2 separate regions of the Gossypium hirsutum genome follow, and region 1 is linked to region 2. A link is a contact called in public Hi-C data. All regions are on one chromosome and are shown on one strand. The core of a region is the stretch at or near the end of the contact, and the rest is flanking DNA. Distances in the headings are between cores, read along the strand shown. Region 1 holds the start of LOC107934268 (cyclic dof factor 3). Region 2 holds the start of LOC107941781 (putative pentatricopeptide repeat-containing protein At1g74580).

Evidence for each region. A called contact is a pair of places that touch in the nucleus more often than the background predicts.
Region 1: a contact with region 2 is called in a Hi-C map of leaf, with 1.8 times the contacts expected there. The contact joins the promoter of LOC107934268 here to the promoter of LOC107941781 in region 2. A contact is called at or near these places in 2 of 34 Hi-C or Micro-C datasets (both in leaf).

The regions. Positions count from the first base shown.
Region 1 is chrA12:97,977,298-97,983,295 of Gossypium_hirsutum_v2.1, forward strand. It overlaps LOC107934268 (cyclic dof factor 3), which reads left to right and starts at 4,300. Exons shown (of 2, transcript XM_016866641.2): 1 at 4,300-4,722; 2 at 5,607-5,998. The coding sequence starts at 4,483.
Region 2 is chrA12:97,495,634-97,501,165 of Gossypium_hirsutum_v2.1, forward strand. It overlaps LOC107941781 (putative pentatricopeptide repeat-containing protein At1g74580), which reads left to right and starts at 1,461. Exons shown (of 2, transcript XM_016875388.2): 1 at 1,461-1,885; 2 at 2,215-4,671. The coding sequence starts at 2,320. The coding sequence ends at 4,599. It overlaps TRNAL-AAG (transfer RNA leucine (anticodon AAG)), which reads right to left and starts at 1,035; the gene lies at 955-1,035.

The DNA of each region.
Region 1 (5,998 bases), core at 3,050-5,549, 480 kb after region 2:
TCAAACACTTAATATCTAACCAATATGTCTCATTGACACCACAAGTTAATTACCAAATCATTAACATTCAAAATAAGTCCAACTTATTTCAACTCAAGCAATCAACAAATTATTACTTAGTTACTTCCATACCATTACATTTGACTACTCTTAGCACACATAAGTTAACACTTACCATTTGATACATGTAACCATCACTTGAACTTAGGTAGACACCATCAAAGCATGCATCAAAGTTTAAACTACAACCATGTATAAGTAAGTTATATACACAAACAAGCCATTAAAACATTACTACACACAACTTAAACTCCTATTACATGCTATATAAGCCAAGATGTTTATGAAGTCTACCAAAAAAGTTTCCGGATAATGTGATTTCTCGAGTTGACTTGATCTCTCAGTTCCACAAAACGTAGTTTACAAAGAAAACAAGTAAACTTACATAAAGCTTAGTAAGTTCATCAATAAAACGATATAACTTACCGAATTTAAAAAAAATAATTCAAATAATAGATTAATGAATAAAGTTTCAGTCACAAGATTAATAATAGTATTCCTGTCAATCACAATTCACAACAGGTAAGAAATACTCAAACGTTAAAACGAAGTAATAATCAATGCCCGATAAATGATACACGGATACAGGTACACGGTTAACCACTAGAGAATAAGCCAAACACTCATATGAGCTAATTCAACCGATAACGCGCCTCGACACCAAGTGCCTAGCCTGTAGGTTAACGTCTGTCCCCGGTAACACGCTAGAAAAACACTAAAATATAACATGATAGTCCACAACAAATGCAGGATTTCGGTATATTCAGTAAAAAAGAAGATATACAAAGTCATCATCACATCTCATATCAATTCCGTACCACACGCAAAATAACCTATTAGCATGCTAATCGTATTCTATCCTACGTTCATTGGCTCAGGAGATTTTAACGATATTCAATGCTATAATGATTTGTCATCCAAATCTCGTATGCATACATAACAGTAATATCCAAGTCACAGCAAATTAATTCATCAAAAAATGCAATTAAAAGTATTAGATTTAAACTGAGCGAACTTACAAGACTAATCCACAATGACAACAAAGGTACATGGACTATTCCACTATTTTCTCTTTTCCGCGGCTCTCAATGTGTTCTTGATCTAGAATAATAATTTCATTCAATTAACTATATTAACAGCAAAATTAAATAATTTCATGCAATTAAGTCCTCTTTGACGTTTTACAAAATTACGCTCAACATTTCACTTTTATTCAATTTAGTCCCTAGGCCCTAAACATGCAAATTAACCAATTTTATTTTAAACCCACCTTGACTGAATCTCTTAGGGCCTCTCTACAACTCCTATTTGATGTTATTTCAAAATAAATCTTTGTAATTAATTACCTTTAACAATTTAGTCATTTAACGTTAAAATAATAAAAAATTACTTGATAAAATAGTTCAATCTAACACCAAAGCTTAATAATCTTCAACAAACATTCAAGAAACAACTCAACTCTTCAATGACAAAATTTATAGCGTTTGATAGTTTTACGAATTGGTCATCGGGTTAGCTAGATTAAGCTAATACGAGCTCAAAACATAAAAATTACTAAAAACGAGCGAAATTTCACTTAACAAAAGGAGATTAAAGCTTGATGAAAGCTTTCCCAACCCTAAAAATGGCTATTCGGGTTTTTTTCCACTAAGAAGAAAAGAAAATGTTCATATTATCATTTAATTTTAACTTAAATTTTAACTATTTACTAAATTACCATTTTTATTACAACTTATAAAATTACCAAATCATATATATGTCCATAATATAAGTATATGGTTCAATTACCATCAAAGGAGTGTTTAATTGTACAATTGGTCCTTCAATTATTTTAAATTATTAGTTAATTAAACTTGATTTCAATTTAACCCTAAATTAATTAGGACTAAGCAAATAGCCCAAAAGCTAGTGGATCAATCATATTCACCATCGCTTGGATTTTTTTACTATGGTTTAATTCCTATTTTAGTCCCTTTACTATTTTAAATCTATAGCGATTAACTTTTACCTCTTTTATAATTTAATCATTTTACCTTAATTAAGCAACCAATTGTCAAAATTACTGGACCAAACTTTAAATTACCTATAATACGGCTCTGTAAATATTTAATAAAAATATTCACGAGCCTGATTTACAGAAACGAGGTCCTGATACCTCATTTTCTGAAACTACTTGACTTCCGAATCAACCACTCATACTAACCATTAATTCAATTAGTTAAAATTCATCAAATTAAAATTTAATATAACATTATTATTGACTCGTATAATTTAAATACCAATTATACGAACTTACTCGTCAGATTTGTGGTTCCGAAACCACTATTTCATACATCACTAAAAAACGAGCTGTTACAAGAGGTGTGACAATTCGATTAAATACTTATTCGAATAGTCATGATTATTACCAAAAATTGTGACTATCCAAATAGACAACTATTAAGATGGTTATGTAGTTATGTCTTTATATGATCATTAGTGGAATTTCCTACAAATAGGATTAATATTTCACTTGGTATATATCACATAAAAAGAACTTCAAAACAAAGTCTCATTTTGTTCTGTTAATCTTCTAGTTTTCATAAATTGTGTTATAAAAAAATTACTGTAAGAGTTATTTAAAGAAATTAATATTTTTGTTATACATTGTTCAGTAAATTATTTTTATCGGTAATGTTTATTCATTTTGTCACTCTGACTTTTATTTTTTTATCACTTTAGCCCTCAAAAATTATCATATGCCTTGTATTTATAACGTTAAAATGCGATTTAAATTGCTATTTTTTTGTACATTTGGAATTTAGTCCTATTTTTATTTCAAAGGATTTAGTCTCTCTGTTTTTCAAAATTTAAAATGCAAACCCAGTTATTAACATCGTTAAAGCTGTTAAATTTAAGTTTGTTACAGCATTATCTTTTTGTTAATGGTTTTTTAATTTATAAATGCCTCACTAACGAATTTAATAGATGAATTTTAAGGTGACATTAATAATTTAACTTGAATTTTAAAATTTAAAAAGTAAAAATCTTAAATTCCATTAAAATAAAATTAGAATGACTAACTTTTAAATTTACGAAAAGTAAAAAGATTTGAAACATATTTTAACTTTTGTATTGATATTCTAAAATTTGATTATGTTGTATAAATTTTACATTGCAAATGATGCATGAAATATAAATTCAAATAATAAAAGTAGATATCAACTAGCTTGGATTAAAATTACTTTTTTTAAAAAAAATAGTAGAGACTAAAAAGCAATGTAGGGAGTCATCCACGATTGGTTATAGACATTGTGAGTAGAAATTGAAAGTGCAATCATACATGATGGAATTAAAGCTATAAATTATCATTTGCACCATCTGGGTCAAGCTCATTTAGTTTTTCCCTCTATATTTGTAGTGAATATTTTTGGTAAAATAGAAAAGCAGTAAAATTATTATAAAGGTTGTTATATTAAAAGTTAGATTATATTTTGTCATCTTTATTTGAAAAATAAATAATTTAGTTCCTGTATATTAGATAAAAAGTAAATTGGTTATTTCTGTTAAAAATTTTATTTATTTTCATGATTAAAAACTGACATGGCTGATAAAATAACCTGACAGTACTGTATGCTAATTTAATATATAATGACTAATTTATCTATTTTTGAATAGAGATAACAAAATGTAATCCGACTTATAATACAAAAACTTTTATAATATTTTTATAAAAAAAAACTAAAGTCAGAAATGAAAGATAAGTAGAAGATATGGATGAAAATTTGGGAGCAAGGTTTTTATAATATTTCAAACGGATAAATTTGATTGCAAATAATTTTACGATAAAATTAAATTTGTGTATCTTCATGGAGAATGACCCTATTTCCTGTATTGGTCGAGAAAAGCATGTATGTTCCTTTCTACTTCTCTGGCAGATATCTCTTGCTTTTCTTTTTTTCTTTTTATAAATATATATCTAAAATTAATAATAATAAAAGATAATTATAAATCTGACTTTAAAAATCTCACCTCTAAACAGTAGCTAAAAGTTATATAAGAAAAAGGAAAAAAAATATTAGTAGTATGGCAGTAGCATCAAATCGCAGGGAGACTTTTATCCAGGATTCAACCAATACCAGAAATCCACATCACAAAAGCAGCCAAACAGTCCCCCGGTTGCACAAACTCTCCATCCTACCCTACTACCGAATCAAAAGAAAAAGCCAAAGAAAAAGAAAATCTCAAGGCCACAAGAACTTGTGGCTGAGAATCAAACCATGGTGATATCGTGGCATCCACCTCTCTTTTAAACCCATCCATTAACCCTCACACTTAACTTCATATCACTTCACACCAATTTACCAACCCCCCTCCCCCTTAAAAAAAAAAAATCAATACCTACGAATTGTCTTAGCTGGTTCTTGTTTGGTTGTTGAGAAAATGCAAGAAAGTAAAGACCCTGGGATCAAGTTGTTTGGTAAGAAAATTCATTTACCTGCTGATGGAGAGATTTCAACTCTCTCTGTTGATGAATTCGACAAGGCTCAGTGTGGGAACAGAGTAGTAGATGATGAAGACTATGAAGAATTTGATGATGATGATGATTATGATGGTGTTGGTGGTGATGGTGATGGTGATGGTGGTGAAGAAGAAGATGAACAGAAAGACAAAACAGAGCAGGTTGGCCAATTCAATAAAACAATGTTTCTTTTTAATCTTCTTGGGGATTTTAAGGATTACCCATTTCTTGAAATGGTGAAAAATTAATGGGTCAATTTTACTTTTTCTTCAATTTTCCATTTTTGGATCCTACTTCTTTTGCTAGAACTAGCTTTTTCTTTTTCTTGCTAATCTTTTGGATTCTACCCCCCCCCCAAAAAAAAACTATTGAATTACCATACAATTCTTTTAAAATATGAAATTGAAAAATATTTATTTAGCTTCCAGATTGTTTGTGTGTGTGTGTGTGTTTTTTTTTTTACTTATCTGGGCTTTGATTATTTAGAGTAGAAAATAATTAGTTCTAAAAAATCAGAATTTTTTTTTTGGGGTGATTATTATACAAGAAATTTGAAGTCCTCGTTCTGCCAAATGTCTATTTTTTTTTTAACTTCTTTATTGGATTTAGCCAATCAATATTTTTTAGATTCCACATCCCATAGATCCTTTTAACTGGGAAAGTCTTTCCTTCTTGGTTTTTCAATATATCTGTTCGATTCCTTCTTATTTGCAGTATTAAAATCTTTGTTAGCTTTGTTTTTGTTGAATATCTCGATAAGTTTTAGCCTATTAACTGAATTCCCAAAATTTTCAAGAAATTTCATGGAATATCTTATTGTTATTATGTTTATGCCCCCTTGATTATATCAATAAAACTTTAAACAATTTTCATATAAAACAATATAAAAAGGAGGGGGGATGTTCTTTAGGACCCTTATCATATTTATACTTGTTTGTTTCTCGAGAAAATTTTCTTGATTCTGGCTGAGAACTGAGATAGGATCATGTAGAAAATTTTTTGGTCTACTTAAAGTTTCTTATTAGGGAAGCATATTAAATTTCAGGATTCTTTAGCAGAACGGATTGCTGATACTGGACAAGAAGATGACAACATCCAGCCCTCAAATAGAGAGGAATCAACTAATCCAGAGACTTCGCCGGAGCCTAATGTAAACCCGAAAACTCCATCTATTGACGAAGAAACCGGAAAATCGAAGACCGGAAAGACTGATAAAGAACAAAGTGATGGTAGCAAATCACAGGAGAAAACACTTAAAAAGCCAGATCAAATACTTCCATGCCCCCGCTGCAATAGCATGGATACAAAGTTTTGCTACTACAATAATTACAACATCAAACAACCTCGTCATTTCTGCAAAGCCTGTCAAAGATACTGGACTGCAGGTGGTACGATGAGAAACGTACCGGTAGGAGCTGGTCGTCGTAAGAATAAGAA
Region 2 (5,532 bases), core at 211-2,710:
TAAAGAAAAAAACAATTGATAATATGAGTACTAATGAGAATAACAAAAAAGAAAAACATCATATGTAATTTTATCTAATTATTCTATAGTAGATTTGTTAGATTATTCCTTTTTTAATATTTAACATATGCTTTCTATCGTCCTTTGTTTGTTCTTGATCGAGTTCATCATCATTTAAATTTTAATCTGCATCATTAGAATTATCAAGATCTCCTTCTTTCATGTACTTTTTCAAGTATGAATCATTTCAATTCCACATATAATTGAATTTATGAAACATGCAACATGCTAGTATGATCTAACCTAATTTTTTTTTTATACTAAGGTGATGTTAATATGTAAAGTATTTTTTTAAAAAAATAACAAATGTCTTCTCAACCACATTTAAAAGCCTTAAATGTCTCAAATTAAAGAGTTTGTAACATATTTATGGTGCTTGTGTTCAGCATCATTCTCTCAAATGGTATCATACCCCACAACAAGATACAATAAATTCTTTTATATTTGTATAATTAACATCGACATTGTAATATTTGAAATTCACAATATAATTAATATGTAAATTAAGTAAAAAATAATATAAAACAAACTAGAATTAATTTAGAGTAAATTTTAATACTACATCGTAGTATTGGTAAACTTTGACATATGGGCATATAGAATGAAGTAAAACCATTAGCTTGATCTAAGAAAAAATTAGTGAAAAGAGTGGATTTGATTAAACAAGATGGCCTGCTCAAAATGCTATTCATTGAAGAAACTTTAAACATAAATTCAAATGAAAAATCAAAGCTTTAACGAAATTCAACAACAAAATAGAATCGAAGTTTGTAAGTACGATTAATTCATAACCGCATTTAAAAAAGAACCCCCATGAAAAACAAATACTGCTCACAAAGAAAAGCCCAAAGAAACCCACTATACAGAAAAGAACACATAAAAATAGCATAACATTGTTGAGAGTGGGATTTGAACCCACGCCCTTTCGGACCAGAACCTTAATCTGGCGCCTTAGACCAACTCGGCCATCTCAACATCTATGTTAATATCCTATTTTATAATTATAAACTATAAAACATTTTGACATAATGGCTTATTTCAACCTTCAACTTTACAATTGTAAAATCACCTTAAATAAATAAAAATATTTTCGGTTATTAACTTTAATGATATAGCAAGTAAATGAAAATATTTATATTTGTTAACTTTAATGATATAGCGTCTACGTGACCGTTTATATATATGTTACATTAAAAATAAGCAAGATATAGATCTCTAATACTAATCTACATATTATTAATTCAACTTGGATTTTAAGTGATTTGTGTATTTTCAATCCATTGCTGTCATATTCTTTAACACACATTAGGATACTTGCTATGGCTGCTTAGACAACTAACATAAAGACTTGAAATTTAAATGGTAAATCAATTAAAACCTTCATAAGAGGCACCGCGCAAAAGAAGAAAATTCTCACCATACTCGATTAAAAGGTAACATGCATGTGTAGGGGCTGAGCCATCTCACACTAAGAGGGTATGATTTCTCCATCCAAACCCCAACCCAAATCCAAACCCGTCTCTACTTTCACGCACCCTTCCACTATAGCCATTTTTTTCCCTTTCTCCTGCTCTTCAAAGCGCAGTTGAAAAGAATGAAAATTGGAGATACTTTATATTACCCTGCTTGCCGTTCGATTGAGTATACGAGATGGGTCCCAGTTTAAGCTTCAAATAGTGATATCTGAACCGTTGATTGGGTTGAATTCTGAAACTCCCGCTACCTTTTCTCCCTTTGGAATAACCTTCAGCCACGCCAATTCAAATTGGAGTTCAATCTCTTCTTGGCTACTTTCGGGCATTACAAATGCTGCAACTTTTTTCTGGTATCCTTTCTTTCTTTAATTCTATGTTTCAGTTTTATTTATTTATTTATTGTCTATGCTAATATCGAGTAGTTAATGCATTGCTGCTTTTATTTGTTTCCTGAGAAAGTGGAAGAAAAGAAGACAATTTTTTTAACCCATTTGCTTACTTTACTTGTTTCCCATATTATCTTAGATTTAGCATTGAAGGATTTGATTCCTTTTTATATCTGTTAATCATTGAAGTGTAGAGCTTTTCATTCCTGAAAAGAGTATCTAATTTTGGACTAGGGTTTTTCGAATTACAAACTAATGGTCATATCTTTTGGGTAATTTTTTTCTTGTTTTAGGATAAGCCAAAGCTTAATGTGAGAAGAAGAGCTGAACGCCTTCAGATGTTAATTGGCTTAATAGGCTTGGATATGATTATATTGTGTTAGATTTCTCTTTTTGGAATGAGTCCTGCTTTGCTTCCTAAACATGTAGCTGCAGTTGTAAAACACCAAAGGGATCCGCTCAAAGCGCTTCAAATGTTCAATGCAGTAAAGAAAGAAGATGGATTCAAGCATACTTTGTTAACCTATAAGTGCATGATTGACAAGCTTGGGTTTCATGGGGAATTTGAGGCTATGGAGAAGGTACTGCTAGAGATGAGACTGAATGTCGACAGCAGTCTGCTTGAAGGAGTTTATATCGGGTGCATGAGAAATTATGGACGCAAACAGAAAGTTCAGGAAGCCATCGCTGTGTTTGAAAGGATGGATTTTTATAATTGCGAGCCAACAGTTTTATCATATAATGCAATCATGAATATTTTGGTTGAATATGGATATTTCAATCAAGCGCACAAGGTGTATATGAGAATGAGAGATAAAGGGATCGTCCCCGACGTGTACACTTTTACGATTAGGATAAAGTCATTTTGTAGGACAAAGAGGCCTCATGCTGCTTTAAGGCTTCTTAGAAACATGCCTATGCTTGGATGTGAGATAAATGCAGCAGCTTATTGTACTGTAGTAGGAGGGTTTTTTGAAGAGAACCATCACATTGAGGCATATGAGTTGTTTGATGAGATGCTTAAGCTCGGAATTGCTCCAAATATCACTGCTTTTAATAAACTTATACACATTCTTTGCAAGAAGGGGAATGTTCGAGAAAGCGAAAAGCTGCTTAACAAGGTCATGAAGAGGGGAGTGTCTCCAAATTTGTTTACAGTCAATATCTTTATCCAAGGGCTTTGCAGAAAAGGTGCACTAAATGAGGCCGTTAGTTTTTTGAATGGTGTGGCTAAGGAAGGTCTGAAACCAGATGTTGTTACATACAATACCTTAATATGTGGCTTGTGTAAGAGCGCCAAGGTTGTAGAAGCTGAAATATTTTTGCATAAAATGGTGAATGAAGGTTTGGAGCCAGATGGTTTTACCTACAATGCTGTCATTGATGGATATTGCAAATTGGGCATAATACAAAATGCAGATAAGATTCTCAACGATGCAGTTTTCAAGGGTTTTATTCCCGATGAATTCACTTATTGTTCCTTAATTAACGGTTTATGCCAGCATGGTGAGACAGACCGTGCTGTGGCTGTATTTAATGAGGCTTTGGGGAAAGGATTAAAACCTAATATTATTATGTATAACACTCTTATCAAAGGGTTGTCTTTGCAGGGGCTGATTTTGCAAGCCTTGCAGCTGATGAATGAGATGTCGGAAAATGGTTGCAGTCCCAACATATGGACTTACAATATAGTTATAAATGGATTATGCAAGATGGGGTGTGTCTCTGATGCTAACAATTTACTGAATGATGCTATTGCGAAAGGTTACCTTCCGGATATTTTTACATTTAATACTTTGATCGATGGATACTGTAAGCAGTTGAAAGTGGAAAATGCAGTTGAGATTTTAAATCAAATGTGGAACTATGATGTTATTCCTGATGTGATAACATATAACTCTGTGCTGAATGGCCTCTGTAAAACTTCGAAGTCCGAAGATGTCATGGAAACTTTTAAAACCATGATGGAGAAAGGGTGCATTCCCAATGTAATCACATACAATATACTTGTTGAGAGCCTCTGTAAAGCTCGAAAAGTTAACGAAGCAATGGACTTGCTCGAGGAAATAGAAAAGAAGGGTCTTTCTCCAGATATCGTTAGTTTTGGCACGCTGATCCATGGATTTTGTGATAACGGAGACCTGGATGGAGCATATCAACTGTTTAGAAGAATGGGACAAAGATACAAGGTTTGTCATACAACGGCGACGTACAATATTATGATCAATGCTTTTTCTGAGAAGCTAAAGATCAATATGGCTGAAAAGCTTTTCCATGAAATGGGTGAAAATGGTTATACCCCCGACAGTTATACGTATCGTGTCATGATTGATGGCTTCTGCAAAACGGGAAGAGTTGATTCAGGTTATGATTTCCTTCTGGAAAAAGTTACAAAAGGGTTCATTCCATCGTTAACAACATTCGGACGGGTTATAAACTGTCTTTGCGTAGAGAATAGGGTTAATAATGCAGTTGGTCTCATCCACCTTATGGTGAAAAAGGACATTGTTCCTGAGATCGTGAACACCATTTTCGAGTCAAATAAGAAGGAAATTGCAGCTCCTAAGATAGTTGTAGAAGATTTGTTGAAAAAGGGTCATATAACTTATTATGCATATGATCTTCTTCATGATGGAGTTAGAGATAAAAAGCTGCTAAAAAAGCTTCAGAGTGGGTAATATCATAATTTTCATAGAGGATTGTATACTGTTTTGAATCACAAATTTATAAAGATATGTTTTTATTATAAACGTAGTAAAATGTCATTGCAATCATCAATTATGTGTTTTTATAGGTTAAAAGTTACTCTGCCAATCTCTTCAAGCATCCCTTACTATAGAAAACCCTTTAATAATAAATGGAAAGGAAATAACCAATACCTTGGAACTTATTGAAATGAGAACTAGCCATACACGAAGTGCTGTTTAAGTCTTTATATTGCTTTCCCATTTTGCTTAAAAGACTCCATGATAGATACGGTTTGACAATAATACGACATAAATAATACGACATTCCAAGATTTTTACGTAACATTTGCATTCAAGTCTAAATAGTTTAAATAACATTCAGTCTTCAATTAAATCCTAATTTAATAGTAAAAATTAATTTCAGTTTATGTAAATTCTGAAATAATGAATTTTTTATTTGAATTTTCAAACACCCTTCTAAAACAATAAATTGGAAGAGAAGAGGTTAACATACTAAAACAATACAATCATATATTTTTCTGACGTAGGAGCCAGCCTTAGAATTTTTATTTAATTTTTTGTTTTGCACCAAAATCATTAACTTTTAGATGATTATAATGATGTAATATAAATTAAATTACAACAGATTCGTGAAAAAAAATTAAAAATATTTTCATTAAAACTTCATATCCCACTTTGTTTAAACGGTTAAGTTAAAAAAAATTAAAAATTGTAATGTTTTATACCAAATCTCATTAATGGTTTTTATTGATTTTATATAAATAAAAGATAAAAAAGATAAAAATATTTTTAATTGAGTTGGTGCTCAATTTACTCTAGACAGCAACTCAATTAAAGATTATAAAATATACAGGCTAAATTATGGTATACCGATGATGTGAATGAAAAAATGTAAGGAAAATA